Linked DNA regions of Mus musculus: region 1 is linked to region 2. A link is a contact called in public HiChIP or PLAC-seq data. All regions are on one chromosome and are shown on one strand. The core of a region is the stretch at or near the end of the contact, and the rest is flanking DNA. Distances in the headings are between cores, read along the strand shown.

What was found. HiChIP or PLAC-seq counts read pairs in DNA pulled down with a chosen protein or histone mark.
Region 1: a contact with region 2 is called in an H3K27ac HiChIP or PLAC-seq map of embryonic stem cells, with 4 times the contacts expected there. The contact joins two enhancer-like sites. A contact is called at or near these places in 4 of 39 promoter capture datasets (the 3T3-L1 cell line, the C10 cell line, hippocampal neurons and 1 more) and 1 of 115 datasets of contacts at active chromatin or transcription factors (embryonic stem cells).

Annotation. Positions count from the first base shown.
Region 1 is chr10:12,485,981-12,492,757 of GRCm38.p6, forward strand. It overlaps Utrn (utrophin), which reads right to left. Exons shown (of 74, transcript NM_011682.4): 54 at 406-674. Among named protein-coding and RNA genes, the nearest start is that of Gm25139, 120 kb to the left of the region's middle. Within about 2 kb of position 3,906, at least 24 of the 459 cell types and tissues checked have an H3K27ac peak or open chromatin away from gene starts, as enhancers often do. A contact at or near this core is called in embryonic stem cells, where this site is marked.
Region 2 is chr10:11,261,726-11,268,855 of GRCm38.p6, forward strand. No RefSeq gene overlaps it. Among named protein-coding and RNA genes, the nearest start is that of Fbxo30, 16 kb to the right of the region's middle. Within about 2 kb of position 2,291, at least 6 of the 459 cell types and tissues checked have an H3K27ac peak or open chromatin away from gene starts, as enhancers often do. A contact at or near this core is called in embryonic stem cells, where this site is marked.

The sequences.
Region 1 (6,777 bases), core at 2,656-5,155, 1.2 Mb after region 2:
GGAATCATTACAAAATAAACAATATAAAAAAAAAAACAAATGAATAGGAAACAAAAGTAAATGAAATGGAAGGCATATCTAGAAACAAATTGAACTTAAAAAGTTTGTGAGAGGTTTTGTCTTGTTTTAAATGGTTAAGCCTAATCTACACTATTTAGGGATACTTGAATGGAATTTTTAAAATGTTTAAACAAACTAAATTATCATAAAGCCATCTTGGTGGGGTCTTGTTTTTTTGAGGGGGTTATATATGGAAAACATCTGCCATAATTCCTGATTTAGGTGGGGAGCTGAAGTGGTACCAGCTTATAAGAATCCCTTATATGTGGGTCTCCTTATATGTGTTCTCTGCAACAACAAGAATACATTTCTTAAATATTCTTTGTCAAAGGCAGTGGTGCTGACCAGGGTTTTCTCGATGTGATCCTGCAGGGAGTCTATAAGCAGGTCTCCCACGGGCTTCCAGCCATTCCGCACAGCCTCCACCTCCTTCATGTCTGCGTCCAGGTCGTCCATAGCTCCCTGCAGGTCTCGGAGTTTCTCTAACGCCTTCCCTACTTGCTTTTGCCAGTTGCTAGTGACAGCATTTAGATTTTCCCACTTCTCTCGGACTTCAGAAGACTGCTTGCGCATGGCTTTGGCGATCTTCTGGGCTCTCTCCTCAGGAGTCAACTCTGTTGATAAAAACGAGAAGGTCTAACCTGGGTGTCTACTCAGTTATACAGGTATTCTTCAAATCCAAGTATGAATCTCACTGTTAAAAGGGTTACTAGTGTATAGATTAAAAAGGCTGAGTTACAATGGTATCTATATGCGTTTACCAGTAAGGCATAGTTACATCTAAATGGATACTCAAAAGGAAAAGAAAATGGTTGCGCAGATTAGTAAGTGGTTTAACGTTCATGGAAACTTCTGAATTTTAATACTTTAACACGTGTAAGGCTTGAGATGTAGCAAAATAACTCAAGAAAGAAAACATTTTTCCTTTACCATAAATTTACTTCTGTGAAAATCCAAAGACAGTTTTTTATTTCATTGTTCTCAAGTGAAATTAGAAGCATAATTAGCAAAGATTAGCTGTAAGTTATTTAAAAAAAGATTAATTTACCATGTTTCTTTAAAGAACAAATTCAAGGCATATGACATCTTAGAGACTTCATCATCTGTAAATTTGCTTGCCTGTTCATATTTAACAAAGGACATTTTCCGAAGACTAGACATATGGAAACTGAATGTTTATCCACACTTCACCAGGAAGTCTGCAAGATTACAAGGACCATCCTTGACATGTAACAGAGCCAGGAGTCTGAGTTTAAGAAATAAACTAAGCCTTTCCAATGGAAAGGAAACACACAATGTAAGGCTAGCAAGAAAAGCGACAGCCCAGCAATGAAGAAAAGTTGCACAGAGAAACCAAAGTCAGGTTGGAACAAAGCTCAGGCACAGAAACACTGAATCCAACAAAGCAAAGACAAAAGGACACATTTGGACACAGAGAGTGACTCCCAAAGCGGGACAACCCAAGTATAGGAATGTCTGGGACTCTCACCCCCACACTTGAGGACCCCCTCTTTATTCTAGCTGGCTTAAGTGTACCTTCTTGACTGTCCCCAGAAACAGAGAGGCAGACCAAACCCACACAGATATGGCAAAAGGCAGGGTTGTCTAAGGCAGACACGTATACAGATGTTTCGGGACTTAAGGTAGTGTTGTGGATACGCCCATCCTAAGCTGAGGGGAATCTCAGAAATCAAAAGCACATTTATTAGATCTGACCTAGCAAACACCACAGCTCAGCCTATACTGAATATGGATAGAGTCCCGATATAAGCCTGTAGTTAGACAAGCGCACTGAACACAAAGCTTCCTTCATGATAAAATGCTAAAGGTCTCATAATGTGCAGAATACTACTCCAAATGCTTGAAACGGAATGGCCACAGGGCTGTAGTCTCCCATGGCTGGAGCCCCCCAAATGTTTTAAGATGACTCATCCTAAGTCTTTATCTGGAATAATATCCCATCTTTAAGTATAAACGACATCATAAAATGAACGGAAGCCAGCGTTCTTAAACCTTAATATCCATCCTTATAAAAAGCCTGCCTCTCTGTCCTCATCTAAGTGTGATTCAAAAGACAATTTAAAGAACACAGACTGTATGTTTGTTTAATTTTCCAGAAAATTTTAAACACTGATACTCAGACTGTGACCAAATGGCCTACGAAGAACCCAGTCTCAAGGGACTACTGGGTAGGAGAGTCCAGGGTGAGACGGGAAAGCACCAAAATAGTGGGTACTCTGACTATACCAGACTGAGCCTCACCAGTACGAGCGTGCACACACACACACATCTCTAAAACCATACATGCACACACCTACCCACACCACATGCACACGTACTCACACATGCACACACACACTAACACACACACACACTAATAATAAGTGAAAGCCAATTTAGGATCCTAAGCCAGGAAGTCTAGAGAGAAGGGCCAATAAGTTTAACCAACACATAAGGCAGCCAGACTCCAGAGAGGGGGAAACAGTGTCATTAAAAGGCAAGCTCCTCTAAATACTTATGCCTTCGAGACATCTGTAAAATGCTAAATATAACACCTATATTTTATATTTTACACAAATGTAAAATGTTATGTGTGAGATGAAAATTTCATTCCTAGCAGCCTCAGGAGAAGTGGAGTAGCTTTTATGAGGGCTACACCTGTGCTGGTTAATAAGTTACTGGGCTTTGCGAAGAATGTATTTTAAGCATTTGTGTTTCAATGTCTGTGGGAGGGAGGGGAGGAGGGAGGGAGGAAGAGAGAGACAGTGAGAGACAGACAGAGAGACAGAGGCAGAGAGACAGACAGACAGACAGACAGACAGACAGACAGACTGCCTGTTCATGTTCGAGGCAAGACAGCTTACTCACAGTGGTTTCCCTTGGATGAAATACAAACTGTTTCTAAACCAACCACTAAATATCAGTCCACAGAGGGGCACACAGAGCTTTCTCATCCTGGGATGAAACATCCCATATTGGCTGCCACATTTTCGCCCAGTGGAAGTTCTTCTCTTTGTACAGTCCTTTCGTTGGTTTATCATATAATCCCCTCTCAAGCAGCTCGCCAATAGAGGAGCAAAGCTCGACACTAAACTCCCCATCTGTTTACCACAGAGGACCTGTGCCCACTAAGCACTCTGTAGTCAGAACACCACTGTGTCCCGCTGCAGCAAGCCTTAGAAGCTGTTCAAAGCCAACGAGAGGATAACAAACAAAACAAACCCAAAGTTGTCCACGTTTGTGAGGCATATAAAATGAAGCAATACATAAAAGTTCAAGTTAGGGCAATTTGAGGGGACAAAGAAGAAAGAGAAGAAGAAAAAGGAAAGAAAGTAAACTCGAAGAGGCAGAAAAGATTTACAGGGAAAAGAATAAAGTTCTTAAAGGATGCATTCTTTAAAAACAAAACCTTCTCATTTGAAAACCAAAGGATGAATGTTTTTTTCAAGTATGAAAAGCTTCTATGGTAAATTCTGAAGCCCCGGGTGGAGACGCATCCTAGCCAGTCTTTCTATAGCATGGTATTGTCTGAGAAACCCTGCTGAGAGCTGATTCAAACCGATACTCTCTAGAAGCTGCTATCAGAGACCCACACTCCAGCATAGTGACTTGGCCCATCAAGCTGGAGATTCCTGGAGAGATGCCCACACTGCCCCAGTGGTCCCAGCATCTGTCAGTAGAGCATGCCTAGCTTAATGGAACACAGTGATGCGCTGGTCTTGAAGCTAAAGACACATTTGCCTTCCACTGCGTTGATGTATCAATCCCATGTACAACACAGCTACTCAGTCTAGGAGACCTGGGAGCCCAGTGATAAGAGAGCACTCTAATTTGCATTTGAAAACAGGAACAGGAGCTGAGAGGGGAAATAGGAGGACAAAGCCAAACCCATTTGCCTGCACTTCTGATGCCAGAAGAGCTCTTTCCTTGTCACTGGCCTTCCCACCCAGTGTCTGTGTGCACCTGTATGGATATATTCATCCCAAACTCTCCACCCTCCCCTGTTCAGGCCTGGGGATCCAACTGCCCAGAATTTGAAGGAAGAATTATATTTACATTCTTGGGTTCATTTGACAGTATATTCTACGTCCTACCATACTTTATGGATATCTTGTGTGTTTTCTATTTTTATTCTGTTATTTTAAATAGTACAGTCTATAATGTGCGACAGATTTTTAGAAGACCGAGAGGGGTAAAGTTGGTGTCACATGCCTGTAACCTCTGCCCTTTAAGTTTGAGGCCAGTCTGGGCTGCACGGAGAAGAGGAGAGAAAACTCAGCAGTCTTTATATCTCTCCGTGTGTGCTCGTGGATTGTCCTGCATCTGTCACAGGCTCTTCTGTACAGTGGGAGCGAAGACTAGAGGGAGGAAAGCAGACGGAGGCTAGGAGCCAGGCCCAGACTTCCGAAGCAGAAGCACTTCCTTCATGTGCATGCAGGTTGCTCAAGCACGGGCACGCAGCATGAATACTTACTTCACCCCTGTCTTTCCAAGAGGAAACTCCATGGAATCCTCTTCTCTCATTCTAGGAAAACACTCTACTCTTCAGTGTTTACGAGAGGTAGACATTTCCCCTGTGTGTGCTTGTGAAAATATTTATTTTAAACATAATTCTTATATAAAATAGTGATGTTGTCATTTACTGGAGTCATCCTGGTCTTAAGGATGATTAAGGTCAACGTTAACCTTAAGGTTGGTAAGGACGATTTCCTAACCTTATCATATTTTTTTCTTAGTTTTGGTACTGGCCCGGCTTCTACTTCTCGTTACTACTGATTCTAAACGTTTATGTCACGAACATTTATTTCCTTTCCATGTGGGTTGAGAACCCAGACAGGGGCCCAGTCTGTCACTGACTTGCAGTAAATACTTTAGCTGTACTTTTTAAAAGCAATACTAAACTCCATTTTTAAATGCCCACTTCATTTTTCCCCTCCTTGCCAACCCCATGTCAAGCTACATATTCAAATTATAAACCTTCAAAAGTCATTTAACCTATGGTCATTCCAAATATTTGACGTGTACTATGTGGGGTCCTTTTTGCATTTATTTGCAGTCTTTTATACTTTATCAATACATGAAAGGTTAATGTTAACAATGACAAAGAAAAAGATTGTAAGTAGGATTTCACTGCTATACAACTCTCCGTAAGAAAAGATTAGAAATTCTAGCAGTACGATATATTATCCTAGATGCTGCTCACTCTTATTTGTTAGAAGCTGAGTTTATAACTACAAAACACACACACACACACACATCACACAGTCGGTCCTCAGTGAAGCGTCTAGTTCTAATCTGGAGCTCTGGAATCCTCCAGTGATTGTCCGCATAATCCTGGCTGATTAGACCACTGGAGTTCAACAGAAAAAAAAAAAGAAAAATTTACTCACTCTCTTTTGGTGTTTCTGAGTCACATGGGACAGGGTTAGATTAAGGGGACATGGGACATAAAAGAAGATTCACTCTGGAATCTGATTGGCCTTTCCTGCTTGCATAGTTGAGACTCAAGGAATTTAAAAACTGATAAAACCAAAGTTGACTACAGAGATAATGTAGGCTCTACAAGAGACCTCTCCAAGGAGGATGTTTAATAAGGATAAGTCAATAAATGAACAATGGTTATGCAGGGGAAACCTGGGATGTTTCTAATGTTCGATCTAATGCCCAAACCTATCAGTGTGCATCCTAAAACCACTTTGCAATTTCCTTTACCAAAGGAAATCCTGTAAGGTAAGAGAAACAAGTAAATTGACTATTATTTTACTTGTAAACTTCACTTTTAAGTTTGTTTTAAATCTTGTTACAAATTACATCCATTGAAAGATGTGCATGCATGCGTGTCTTTTAAAGGTAGTTCAATATGACTCCAGCGCACACTCATGTCTCCCTAAATACTTCTGTTTTATCTGAGTGGAGTAAGCAAAAGGTCACATTCCTTGGGATTCTGGCAAAAGTGATGGGTTGTGCCTCCCTATGGATGCTCACACTTCCAGTATCTTTATTTCTCTCTCTTTACAGCCCCTCCCCTCTCTTCATAATCAAAAGGTATTTCTGATTAAAATAATGGGGAATATCTTATTTCCACTCCCAAGTATTCTGATTAAATAATTAAGATCAAATTAATCTCTTTAAAATGGTCTGTCAGTGGCTAAGGGGACCCTGTCCACTTCTAGTCTGGGAGGTGGCAGATGGTAACAGTTCATTATGGACAAGATCACAAGAATATCAAGTGCACTCAGCTGGTTAAGACTTCTAATTATGCTCATCTAGCAAATTATAAGGTTGACAAGTTAGTAGGGGCTACTCAGCTGATTGCCCAGCAGATGAGAAAACTACAGCTTTCAATGAGGATAGGCTAAAGGTAGTATGGTGAATGAGAGAGAGAGAGAGAGAGAGAGAGAGAGAGAGAGAGAGAGAGAGAGAGAGAGAGAGAGAGAAAGAGAGAGAGAGAGAGCGCGCGCATGGGAGGGGGGAATGAGAGAAAATATATATATATATATATATATATATATATATATATAAAGTTCAAGAAAAAAAAGGTAGGAAACATCTTCCAGAATCTCAAAAGGCAACTTTCTGCAGAGCATGAGGTGAGGAAGGAGGAGGAGAGAGGCAGGAGGACCACCCTGAGGGCTGAGGGGTCTCAGTGAGGGCAATTCTGATTAGAAAATCACTGTTTTGTTGGGGAAGGGGGATAGGGGAAACACTGTAGGAGAG
Region 2 (7,130 bases), core at 1,041-3,540:
CTATGTGAAATGCAAAGTGTGATACACTTCCAGGAAACTACTCTACTCCCTTGTAGAAATGAGTGAAAGAATTTCCATCCTTAAAATATAATGGCCAAAAAACACTCAATATTTCCATATTAAAAAACTATCAATAATTTCAGTTGATATAAAAATTACAAGGCAATGTACCTGAATGTCTGTATCAACAGAAAAATATTTCCCAAAATACACAGGAACACCTGCTGCAGATGGACCTCAGTCAGGTCCTCGATCCACAGGAAAACCCGGTTTTCCGGTTACAGGCAAGCAAGGAGTTGGCACTGATGGGTGACAGACACTGACATAGAAAGAGTATGTATCTGGATGTATTTTCTCAAAGCGAGCATCAGTCTTATAATACAGAAGAAAAACAAGAAAGCTAGGCGAATACATCTGCCAAGGTACACTGGTTCTTTACACAAAACAAAGAAAATGCATACATAAAAAGATAGCAGGAGCCAGGCCATGTTTACAACTGAGAATAGGAACAACCCTTAATTAAGATCAGCCAGGTGAATGCTCTGATGCATTGCTAGTCTATTGTTAAACCCACCACCAGGGGTCCTTTAGTAAATACCTGGTTATGCTATTCCTGTGGGCCTAGTGAAAAACCTGCACCAGGGGAATTCTGTTCTACTAACCTTTTCATGAAACCACAACCCACCTATTTCCTAGGCCATTGTGTATAGGTGTGACTCGGCTATTGTTCTAAGTAATTACTATGTAGACTAGCCCTGAGCTTTTCTAGCTCTGTTCTTTGTAATGCCTGATTATTTTCACTGTCTCTACTAGGGTAAATTTGAATGTTACTGAATAGGTAACATTCTTACTGCATTCCAAGCTCAGGGTCGGCTCAAGGACTTCCTGGGACATTGGAACATTGGTGGAGGCTTAATCTAACTTAGCTATATGTCAAAATCAATCCTTAAAGGCACTTATAATAAAACAATACTGAGAGCACACAGATCCATACACCAGACTAACGTGGGGACAGGCTTGGAATATATGTGCTATGAGAATGCCAAGGTTTCAGGAGGCTAAGTTTCTGTGAAACTCTTCTTCGCCTCAGGACTGCCTCCAGGTTTCTAGGCCATTCACTTGAGCCACTACTGGAGTAGATGTAGCAAACACCCAAACTCCATCAAAAGAAGCTATTTTTCATGTACATATCAGTATCAGTGAACAAGGTGACATAATACACTGAATTTTGAAATAGTTAACCACTTTCAAGAGGAACTAATAATTAATGTAACAAATTTAGTTTGCTACAATATGATGATAAAATTGTTTCATGCATATCTAAGTAAGTTACTGCCAGAAATCCATTGTTCCTGGTTTTGCACATGATCATCCCTCCAGGCCAAACAGCATTCTTTAAGAGTCCAATTTTGCCCAATATCCTAACAGCACTTTTTGACTGCTGACATTTCCTCATAGGAGGAGAGGCAGGAAGGATCATAGAACCCTCACAATAATATCCAGCCATTCCATACTACTTGTTGTACGTAATTCTTCCTTAATTGAATGTGGCCTCAGGGAGAGGTTAGAGTATGTAGTCCAGGGAATGTTGGGTGGTGGTATCCATATATGTAACTATGAGAAAGCCAGGGTCCCTGCTATGTAAAAATTTTCCTGTGTGGTCTTTCATGGGAGAAGACTCATGCCTGCAGGTAACCCCTTACCTGTCCTTTGTTTGTAAGCCCAATCAATGTATTGGTTTCCCAGAGTGGACTTTGATGAATGTGTCTCAGTAAGAAAGCCTTGTTCTTCCAGTTTGAACCTGAACCCAGATCAGACCTGGGGCTCTGCACCCACTCCTCCAACACCCAGAGGGAGCCTGACTCCTAGGTGCTCTGACACACACAGGATCACAGAGGAAGCTCCACTTCCAGGAGATCAGACACACCCAAGATCACTCGAGCTCTGACACACTCAAGATCACAGTTGAGGCCACAACATATTTCCCAATACCCAGAGTGACTGGGACCCTCACAGGAACCAGGTGTTGGAGGCCAGCCTGCGGCTCACAAGAAACGGGGTACACCTGGGAGGTAAGCTGGGACTAAAAAGACAGGGGAAACTAGGCGGTGGAGAGAAAAATGGAGCTAAGTCAAGATTACTGATCAAAGTTCAAATGTTTAATGGCAAATGTGCTTATAAAGTGGGGGAGGCCCATTCCCGCCAATTCATCCTTGGAGCCTGGAACCAGCTGCAAGTGACTTAGGGTATAGTCTCCAGAATAGCTCAGAGGCCTCCCAGCAGGAAGCAGTATCTTGAAGAGGAACAGCTGTGGTGGCTAAACAATAGAGTGATCTAGGGAAGAAGGCTCCACCCTAGGTAATCTCCTTAGTGGCAGCAAGGTCAAGGTCTGGTTCAGCCTGCTTCAGGCTGGAGGGAGGTTACAATTTCCTCCCTGTTATTAATATTAAAAAAAAAAACTGGGCTGAGGCATAAAATTTATTTATGCTCTATAGTCCTGCCTGGGAGTTATGGTGGCTGGCGGATGCGTCTGTCTTAGGAAATCTTAGATCTTCCTGAACCATCCAATTCCATCTTGGAGGTTACATGCAGCTAGTTTTTGTAATATTTCACACAAAACATGGCTCTGTGGTGTGCTATCAACAGCCACAGCCTTTTGACATGTACCTCTGTCTTAGATTGGTATGGTTCCGAGATCTGGGTGCTCGTCATTGACTGTCCGGCCCTCATTAGCACACCTTAACCAGGGAAACACAAACCCCTACACAACTTACACCTACCTGTGCCTGTTGCAAACCCAGGGCTCTGGCTCACCGACCCATTCCTCCAACACCCAGAGAAAGATTGGCACCCAGGAGCTCTGACACAACAGAATCTCAGGCGCTTGGTCAACTAGGATTTCAGGATCTCAGGGGCAGCTTAGACTCCCAGGAGCCCTGACACACCCAGGATCTTAGAATCACAGGATCCTAGAATCACAGGATTACAGAGACAGCTGGACTCTGAGGAGTTCTGACACAACCAGGATCACAGGAAGGACAGGCTCCAGTCAGAGACAGCAAGGGCAGGTAGCACTAGAGATAGCCAGATGGTGAGAGACAACCACAAGAAAAGCAACAGAAACCAAGGTTACTTGGCATCATCAGAACCCAATTCTCCTACTCCTGTATACCCCAACACACTGCAAAAGCAAGATCTGGATTTAAAAATCACATCTCATGACAATGACAAAGGACTTTAAGAAGGACATAAATAGCTCCCTTACACAAATACAGAAGAACACAGGTAGACAGGTAGAAGCCCTTCACGAGGAAACACAAAAATCCCTTAAAGAATTATAGGAAAACACAATTAAACAGGTGAAAGAACTGAACAAAACCATCCAGGATCTAAAAATGGAAATAGAAACAATAAAGAAATCACCAAAGGAGACAACCCTGGAGATAGAAAGCCTCATACTCAATGACAAAAAAACTCATAAAAACCAGAAACTCAAGAACAATCCAGTCCATGTTATACAGATGATTTGAAGAGATACTTATCAAAGAAAATATCCTAGTGGACACATATAAACATGCGCTCATTTTAATTTATTATAGCTTACTTTTGAGAAGCCTATGTCCAGTAGGCCAATGGCCAGTAAATCCCAAAAGAAATGCCTAGGACCTATGTTTTTATTTTTAAATAAATCATTCATTAATCTAAAGCTCTATAGTATTGATTGTACATCAAAATGAACTTGAATTTGAGGATTATTTATATTAATCTAGGGATATTACTATTAGTTTATTCATAAGTCAATAATTTAAGCTATTTTATGGAAAGATACTTTCCTTACTGATTGCTACGTCAAGACAACATGCATATAAATAGTATAACTACTATATTTTCTTACTAATAATTTATTGATTCCACTTAGGAATGGAAATTAGTTTACTATTCCCAATACATTTTTATGTCTGTTGGTAGTTTTGTGACTAAATTATCTCAATTCACATGAGAAGTCTATTATTTATATTGAGATAATTTGCCTTGGGCCGTATATCCTTATTAAATCAAAGATAGGAAGAGATTAGCAGTTATGTAAATATTCCTAATGTTTTTACCTTCTTATTTGTGATTGAGATGTATGAGAGAGAATAAAGATATAATCCAGAAGTAAGCTAGTTTTATTTAATGCTAGCCTATTCCTTATAAAAGGATCAAGCCATTGTCTGGATTATTGTAGTAGTCACTCAATCAACATCTCCTGAATGGACTACTCAGTAGGAGAGTGAAGGGTTCCCTGCCTGTAAATAGATACTCCATATTCTATACCCTTGTTGGAGAAATAATGAATCAGTAAAGGTAATTACTACTTTGAATTGAGAGTTCATAGGGATCTATGTCAATAGAAATGGATTAATTGGGACTCTGAGAATTATTGTTGATTCAATTGTAAGTTTCTAATGAAAATTTGGCTATACAAAAATCTCTGAAAATTAAATATTGTAAACTATCAATTAACAAATGTAACAGTTTTGTTCTTTTAATTGGGAGAATTGTCTCTATTCCTCCTTATTTTTTAAAAGATTATTTTTATGTGTGTATGGGGCTGGATGCACAGGCACCATTTGTATTAGGTGCCCAAGGAGACCAGAAAAGTGTGTCAGATTCCCTAAAGCTGGAATGACATGAAGTTAGAATCAGCCTGGCATTAGTGCTGAGAATTAAACTCAGGTCCTCTGGAAGAGCAGCAAGTGCTCTTAACTACTGAATTATCTCTCCCACCCAAAATTGTATTTCATTTTATTTATTACTATGCATGTATGACATGTATTTGTATACATGCCACGGTCAGAGACAACTTTTAGAAGTTTATTCTCTCCTTCTACCATTATGTGGTTTCCAGGGTCTAACTCAAGTGTTGGGAGCTATTAAGACAACTCTTGATCTCTAAATTGGGCCTCTCCCCCCACCCCCCAGAAGAAAAAGGGGTCAAAAGCGGGCCACCGACACATGAATTCCGAGAACAACCATGGGATGTTCCAGCCCTAGGTCATCACCGATGTCCTGACCACACCCTGATACTACCAAGTTCCTGCTTCCCCGTGTAGCTGCCAAAAGAAAGAATTTCTATTGCCCCCCCTCCCATAAGTACTTCTCCTTTTGCTTGTATTGCCCCACCCCTCCCACTGATAAGTGTCTGTACTTCCCCTTTTTCTTGTGCATTTAAGCCTTGGACCTTTCTCAATACATTGGGGTCTTGATACAACTTCAGAACGGTTTCCGTGTTGTTACTCGTACAAGACCCTCGTCTCTCTCTACCCCCCATTTGATTATTAGGAGGAGGTCCCCTTGAGATCCTCGAATAACTGGACCTGCTGGATGGGTCACTCAAGTCATTGGGCTTACAAGACAATGATTTTAAACACTAAACAATTTAACTGGTTTTGAATGAAATTTTCATTAAGTTTGAGTGCTTCTTAAATAACTTAATAGACTGTACTAGTCATATAAACCTTCTCTTCTATACAGTGTTATAAACATCCAAGATAGCACTTCTACGAGGAATGACAAAATCATACAGATACCCAACAGTTGTAGTTTTCAGAATTTCTGTTGGAAATATCCAACTTGTTTCTCTTCCAGCAGGCTCTTAGGCAGTTTCTTCTCCATTCCTTTGGTGTATGCTTTTATTTCAGTTATGTTATAGGCTCACCTGTGGTTGGTTAAGATATTAGTAGCTACATTCAAAAGTACTACTTGTAAAGCAAGAGAATGTAGGTTTTAAGTACTTCGAATTGTACCCTCTGTGGAAATAAATATGTATATATGCTCTGAGAACTGTTCCACATTTCAGCTACTTATCATATATATATTTTCATTCTTCTCTGATTTCTGGGATGTTGGTATATTCTGACTAGGTAAGTTTTAAGGTTAAATTCTGTTCTTTGAAATAAAGAATGGGTACATACAGACTCATTCTAGCAATAAATATATTTAATATTCTGCATTTTTCTCGATGTTAAATAATGGTTATATATGTGCTAGGGAATGTATTGCAAAGTATGGAAATTTTACTCAATTTTGTGACATTTTAAGTCTCATGATATGGTGATGGGAAGATAGAGAACTAAGCTAAATACATATGAGTACTTCATAAAATGTTATAAAGTATATATAAAAGAGAGCATTTATCACAGGTAGTGATACCTACATGCTTATGTTACTATGTCCTTCATGCCCATTGCTCTGTGCTGTAAACGTGTACATTTAAGAACAATGTCATTTTTACCAATTATAACTTTTTCAAATTATTCTATTTATGACTAGAGTTGGTAGAGATGCACCGTTTCCTAATGTAAAGGAGAAGAGATTAAACATTATACAAGTCTTTCCCTTCTTGACTGCTTATGACTTTAAATAAGACATCTCCTGTCTCAGAACTTTACTGACTTCATGAGAAAAACAGAAAAATAGAGGTAAGACTAGTCTGCCCAATACGTTGTTTAGAATGTAATTGAAAATATAAATTAAGGATACCCAAGATATAAGATACAATTCGCTAAACACAAGAAACTCAAGAAGAATGAAGACTGAAGTGTGGACACTATGCCCCTCCTTAGAATTGGGAACAAAACACCCATGGAAGGAGTTACAGAGACAAAGTTTGGAGCTGAGATGAAAGGATGGACCATGTAGAGACTGCCATATCCAGGGATCCACCCCATAATCAGCATCCAAACGCTGACACCATTGCATACACTAGCAAGATTTTATCGAAAGGACCCAGATGTAGCTGTCTCTCGTGAGACTATGCCGGGGTCTAACAAACACAGAAGTGGATGCTCACAGTCAGCTAATGGATGGATCACAGGGCTCCCAATGGAGGAGCTAGAGAAAGTAGCCAAGGAGCTAAAGGGATCTGCAACCCTATAGGTAGAACAACATTATGAAGTAACCAGTACCCCGGAGCTCTTGACTCTAGCTGTATATGTATCAAAAGACTAGTCGGCCATCACTGGAAAGAGAGGCCCATTGGACACGCAAACTTTATATGCCCCAGTACAGGGGAACGCCAGGGCCAAATAGGGGGAGTGGATGGGTAGGGGAGTGGGGGTGGGTGGGTATGGGGGACTTTTGGTATA